Regions from separate parts of the Hordeum vulgare genome. Here region 2 is linked to region 1. Evidence: chromatin contacts called from public Hi-C data. All regions are on one chromosome and are shown on one strand. The core of a region is the stretch at or near the end of the contact, and the rest is flanking DNA. Distances in the headings are between cores, read along the strand shown. Region 1 holds the start of LOC123401805 (multiple organellar RNA editing factor 3, mitochondrial-like). Region 2 holds the start of LOC123402224 (cyclin-D3-1-like).

Region 1 (2,837 bases), core at 44-2,543:
GCCCACGCAGCTCATACCGGGCACCACGTGCTCCCTGCCGCCTCTCTGTTAAGGAGGCACTGGATGAGCGCTACGCCGCCCACGCCTCAGCCATCCGCCCCGGAGAAATCTTCAAGCATACCGGCGTTGGGAAGGCGTTGCGGGCGAAGAGAGACCGTGCCATCCGGCTCCATTACAAGGATCAACAAATGGACTCGGCGGCTGAGAGGGAGCGCATCAGATGGCACACAATCGATATGAACATGGTGTCATTCATCGAGACAAGCCGCACCACATTGGGGCTTGCCCGTCTTGAAAAATCTGTCTCCGACCTTGACTACCGCCGGCAGGAATGGGACGAAGACGTGGTCGCTGGACCGTCACACCGTCGTGCGTAGAGGACCAGTCGACTCGTCACATATGCATGTGTGCTTGCACTGCATTCACCATAGTCGCGGTGGGGAGCAACTAGTGCTTCTCCAAGACATAGTAAATAAATGTCGCCAATCAACTTTTCTACTTCTACTTAACCACTTTGTAATGCAATGTTATCACAAATTAGTGTTTTAGTACCTCAAATTGAGTGTGTGGATTTTTGAGTTGATGCAACAAAAGAACAGAAAAGAAAAGATATGAAGGCCGCATTATGGCAACTCTGTGTTTGCGCACAGCGGTCGCTGGCACGGCCTCCATATCCCATACATGACCGGGGATATAGCTGACTCTACTAAAGTTTCTCTAATACTGATTGGGACTATGAATGATCCGCCCTAGTCGTAAAAGAACGGATATGCCTGAAGATGAAATCACACCAAGCAGCAAGGACAAGGCCGGTGTTCCCGGACATACAGAATGCTTTCGAAGAATCTAAATAAACGCAGACTGATGAATAGCAGAACCAGAGAAGTGCGCATACCTTCCGAGCACGGCGGTGAGGGTCTTGACGTAGGCGGCCACCATATCTTCCTCGGAGGGCTTTGGGTCGGCGGGGAACTCCATGACTATGAGCCAGTGCTCGTAGTCGCAGCCATCCAGCAGGATGGTCTCCTTGGGCGGCCGGTTGCTCCAGTTCGGGGACGGGTCGTTAAGCGGAGAATGGCCGGGCCTTCCCGGCAACGCCGTCTTCGCCCCTCGCGACGGCGGCGCCCACGGAGAGGGGTGGGCGGAGGACGCGGAGGCAGCGGCGCCGGCGAGGAGGAGGAAGCGACGGGGTATCGCACGGGGGGAGAGGAGGAGCGCCGAGAGCCTGCGGCGTGTAACAGCTACAGCCGCCATGGTTGGGGAATTTGGGAAGGTCGGAATAGGAGGGTTTGCACTATTTTTTTTAGGGGCTTGCACTTGCCGGCGCAGGCTATGCTGGTGCGCGAGACCGATGTGTCTGGGCTCAGGCCCAGAGTCCCTAGCCGTGTTTAGTTCGGGCCCAGAGGCAACTCCAGAGTTGTGAATTTGCCCTCCGTCTCAAAATTCCTTGTCTTAGATTTGTATATATATATAAATGTATCTAGTCAAGTTTTAATATTTAGATACATCAATTTCTCAACAAACCTAAAACAAGAATTTTAAGACGGAGTGAGTATTTGTCAATGAGTACCGCGCAAGCAGTGATAAGACACACAGACTAGCTAGATTGTCATTACACTCTGTAAGATCGCTAGATGTGGTTTAATGATCCATGGATCACCTATGTATCCCAGTAAACTTATTTGATAAGTAAAGTGTGGTGTTCTTTTAAAAAGGGTCTGGGCTTAATCCACGTAGATTGGCCGAGGTCGTGGCCTCCTAATCCATGTGGGCCAACCTAGCAGGGATTGTTACACGTGAAATAAATTTTGAATGTTTGGTTTAAATTTAGGGGGCTACTATGTCTCGCATGACACAAGACCTAGGATAAGCTCACTATATCGAGCGCGAGACTAGACCGCCCAGCTCGCGGGTGGCAACATCTTGTTTTTATTTTCATGTTTTTTTGCTGTTGTTTGCTTTTCTTTCATAATTTTTCTTATACTTCCAAATATCTCAAAATGTATATAACAAAAAAAATTACATTTGTTTTGAAAAAAATGAAAACAAAGCATTTGTAAAATGTTAATTGCGTGGATAAAAGTGTTTCTAATGTATACTAAAAATATATACAAAAAATACATTGTGTGAATTTTTTTGTCCTGGATTTAAAATAATATTAATCAAGCATTTAAAAAAAACTAATCATCTCTCTAAAAAATTTAAATGTGTACAAAAAATATTCCTGTGTATACAAAAAATATAGAACATGTATTAAAAATTAAACGTAAAACATAATTTTACAAAGTGTTGATCGTGTATAAGAAAAATGTTAATCATATATTGCAAAAACTTTATCCGTGTATAGAAAAATGTTCCTGGTATATACAAAAAATGTACAATATGTCTGAAAATGTAGTCACCAAAGACAAAAAAAATGAAAATATTAATAATCATGTAGTATTTCTAGAAAATTAAATGTGTACAAAAAGATATATTTCGAATTTGTATGAAAAATGTAGAATATGTATTTAAAAAGTTTAATGTAAAAGGCATTTAAAAAAAATCTTGATTGTGTATTAAAAATGTTACTCATATATTTAAAAAAGGTTAAACATGTTTATTATTTTTTCTTATACTCTCTCCATTCCTAAATAGGGACCACATACGGAGCAAAATATACTCTAAAGTATGTCTATTTACATCCGTATGTAGTCTCCTAGTGAAACTTTTTAAAAGACTTATATTTAAGAATGGAGGAAGTATATACCACAAATGTACAATGTGTATGAAAATAATAATCATCAAATATATTTTTAATGTTAATTATGTATTTGAAAATGTTAAATGTGTATGAA
Region 2 (3,313 bases), core at 470-2,969, 410 kb after region 1:
GATCCGTCACCTCTAGGGAAGAACCACTTAGGGCGAGCGGATTGTTGCGCCCCTACCTCCAGCGTAAAATGTTGAGGGAAGTAGAGGATGCAGATGTTGGAACTAAAGTTAAACTGCTTGCCTATTGGCATCATAGACGGGAGGAAGATCATGAGCCAACGAAGATGAATGACGGAACTCCGAGCGACTAGAGGCCGCCCTTCGTCTAGAAGAGTCAGTGATTGAGCGGCAAGGCCAATAACCAACCGCGAGGAACCACCAAAAATTGCTCATCGATGAATACACTGGAATAAACTCAAGATGGAGCAGTTGTACCTTCTGCTCTAATACCTTCACTGGAGGTAGTTTCGACAAGATCCAATGGCATAAAAGATAGCCAAGCAAGCAGGGACCACCAAAAACCTTCTCATCACCATGACGACACAAGGAAAAAGAGCAACACCTTCCTCAACTCGATCCAGTGAACCACAAGACTTACCGGGGGAGCCCTCGACGGATCCACTCCCTTCCCAAAGGCTCGCCATGAAAGGTGAGAAGTGAAACACACCGATGATCACTGCTTGATACCTGCACATGCCAGTGGGGAGCTCGAGACCGTCATAGTGCCACACTCCCTAGTTGCACAACACTCCCTAGACCTATTATTTATCAGGAAGAAGCCGCTCTCCCGACTTCAACCCGCACAATGGAAACCACATGAGACGAGAGGGAGAGGAGCCAGGGTTACCCAGACCGCCCTACGATTCCGAAGGGAAACAAGAGAAGAGAGAAGAAACGACGGGAAGAAACATCTCACCCAAAAAAAATTGTTTTTGTATTGCGTTCGTTTTGACGTCACTCTATGCGCACAATGTTCTGAATGACCGAGCTCATCAGACCAATGAAAGCGTCGGTTCCGACCTTTTTCGACGTCCGTTGGAAAGGTGAAGAATGCCTCCAAGAAAGAGGTCGTCACCCGCCGTACTCATAGTCGCCGCACCGTCCGATGCGGCCAAGGGAAGAAATCCAAGAGGAGCGCGACTCCTACCATCTCGCGTCCACCGACGCGCCTCATCACGTGTCGTGACGTGCGCAACGTTGGTTCGCAGTGTCGTTTCTCAAGGAAGGATCCGTCGTGAAATTAATTTTGCGGCGATTTAAGGACCATCATTTTTTTCTTTCTAAAAGAAAGAGCACAGGCTAATTTTGGCACCCAAATCTTGCCAAATTTCCGGCCACCGCTTGTATGTATCCATTTATTACAAGGAGCAGGAGAGGAACCGTAAGAGCACAATCACCAGATATTCTCCATACGTATACAAGGAAAGATCTCCGAAATTACTTGCAAAATTACACGGTGTTTCTTCCCATGTTTGTGTTTTTGTAAAAGCAAATAAACAAGCCAAGAAACACGCATCGCCGCATTCACCAAATCGCTAACCTACACCGGAGGCCAGTCTAGAAACAGAGCAGAAAAGAAAAGAAAGGGAAAGAAAAGAAAAGAAAGGGAAACAGACACACGGGATGGACGCGGGCGCACGCGAAATCCGAGCTGGTGTCGTGGCCGCAAAGGATCCGCGCTCCCAGGAAAATGCCAAAAACAAAACAACTCCCCCAGGAAGTCGCAGGCGGTTTTGCGCCCGGCCCCCTGCGTCGCCCCCGAAATAGCGTCCGCCTCCCCCCGCCCCCCCGGCGCCCTACAAAGCCAAAACCCTCGCCCTTCTCCCCCACTCTCGCACCCCGCTTCTACAGTGGGTAGGCAGGCTCCGGCTCTCCTCCCCCTCCCCTCCCTCCTCCTCCTCCTCCCCTCTCATCTCATCTCCACTCGAGAAGAAGCACGCAGCAGGCAGAAAAAAGGAATAAAAAATTAGTTATCCTTTTCGTTTATCTCTTTGACGAATCAAGAACCGGGAGATTGGAAGGGGGAGGAGGAGGAGGAACAATCGGGCGAGGGAAGAAGTAAATTCGCAGCAAGAGAAGAGGGATACGGCGGGGGATAGTAGATAGATAGATAGATAAATCAGTTGGCATCGGTTTTATTGATTGCTCATTAACCCAGCAAGCATTCCTGCCGCTGCCATTCTCGGGAGGTTGTAGGCGGAGTCAGCATGGTTCCGTCCGGCTACGACTGCGCCGCCTCCGTCCTGCTCTGCGCCGAGGACAACGCCGCCATCCTCTGCCTCGACGACGACGAGGACGACTGCTCCTGGGCGGCGGCGGCCGCCACCCCTCCGCGCGTCGCCGCCGCCGCCGCGGCGGAGGGGTTCCCGGCGGACCACCCCGTGCAGTCCGATGAGTGCGTGGCGGCGCTCGTCGAGACGGAGAAGGACCACATGCCCGCCGACGGGTACCCCCAGATGCTGCTGCCCCGGCCCGGGGCCCTGGATTTGGCCGCCGTCAGGAGGGACGCCATAGATTGGATTTGGAAGGTGAGCCCACACCCCCCGGCATCTCGATTCGATTCGAACCGTCGTTTACTTGTGTCGATGGCGCGGTGCCGAGATGCGATGGCCCGGATTCGTGTAAAGATGCCTTTTTTTTTACCCGTTCTAGTGGCGATTTGTCCTTGGATTGATGCCCGATGATGCCGTCCCGATGTGATTGCTGATTGAATCTGCAAATTCTCTGCTCATAGGTCATTGAGCATTTCAATTTCGCGCCGTTGACTGCGGTCTTGTCTGTCAACTACCTTGATAGGTTCCTCTCCGTCTACCCCCTTCCTGTAAGTCTTGACTCATCACCATCATCATCTCAGTAGCAACTGAAGCAAACCCTGCTAAAATCCCGTAAAGTTGTTGGAATCATGGAGGAATTGGTTTCTCATGGCAGGAAGGCAAAGCTTGGGTGACACAGCTCTTGGCAGTGGCTTGCTTGTCCCTCGCTTCAAAGATGGAGGAGACCTATATGCCGCTCCCCGTCGACCTGCAGGTCAGTGAGTGATGCATCTCATCTCATCTCATCCCATCTCATGACAGACCTCCGCATACGCACATCGTTGAAAGGCTCTTTCTTTCAGTTTCATCTCAATTAATCGACGATTTTCGCTTGACAGGTGGTTGAGGCGAATTCCGCATTTGAGGGAAGGACCATAAAAAGGATGGAGCTTTTGGTGCTCAGCACCTTAAAATGGAGGATGCAAGCTGTTACTGCTTGCTCATTTATTGACTACTTCCTTCGCAAATTCAATGATCACGACGCACCCTCCATGCTCGCATTCTCCCGCTCGACCGACCTCATCCTGAGCACAGCTAAAGGTATGAGAGTTAAATCAGACCTCTTTTTTAACATTCATCGATCAATGTGGTAAATCAAATCTCTTTTTTAGTATTCATCG

The links. Hi-C and Micro-C count contacts between places; a contact is called where the count stands out from the background.
Region 2: a contact with region 1 is called in a Hi-C map of seedling, with 3 times the contacts expected there. The contact joins the promoter of LOC123402224 here to the promoter of LOC123401805 in region 1. A contact is called at or near these places in 5 of 6 Hi-C or Micro-C datasets (leaf, seedling and an unstated tissue) and 1 of 1 datasets of contacts at active chromatin or transcription factors (embryo).

The regions. Positions count from the first base shown.
Region 1 is chr6H:513,236,923-513,239,759 of MorexV3_pseudomolecules_assembly, forward strand. It overlaps LOC123401805 (multiple organellar RNA editing factor 3, mitochondrial-like), which reads right to left and starts at 1,294. Exons shown (of 4, transcript XM_045095655.1): 1 at 896-1,294. The coding sequence starts at 1,254.
Region 2 is chr6H:513,644,370-513,647,682 of MorexV3_pseudomolecules_assembly, forward strand. It overlaps LOC123402224 (cyclin-D3-1-like), which reads left to right and starts at 1,720. Exons shown (of 6, transcript XM_045096118.1): 1 at 1,720-2,408; 2 at 2,615-2,701; 3 at 2,809-2,907; 4 at 3,032-3,233. The coding sequence starts at 2,088.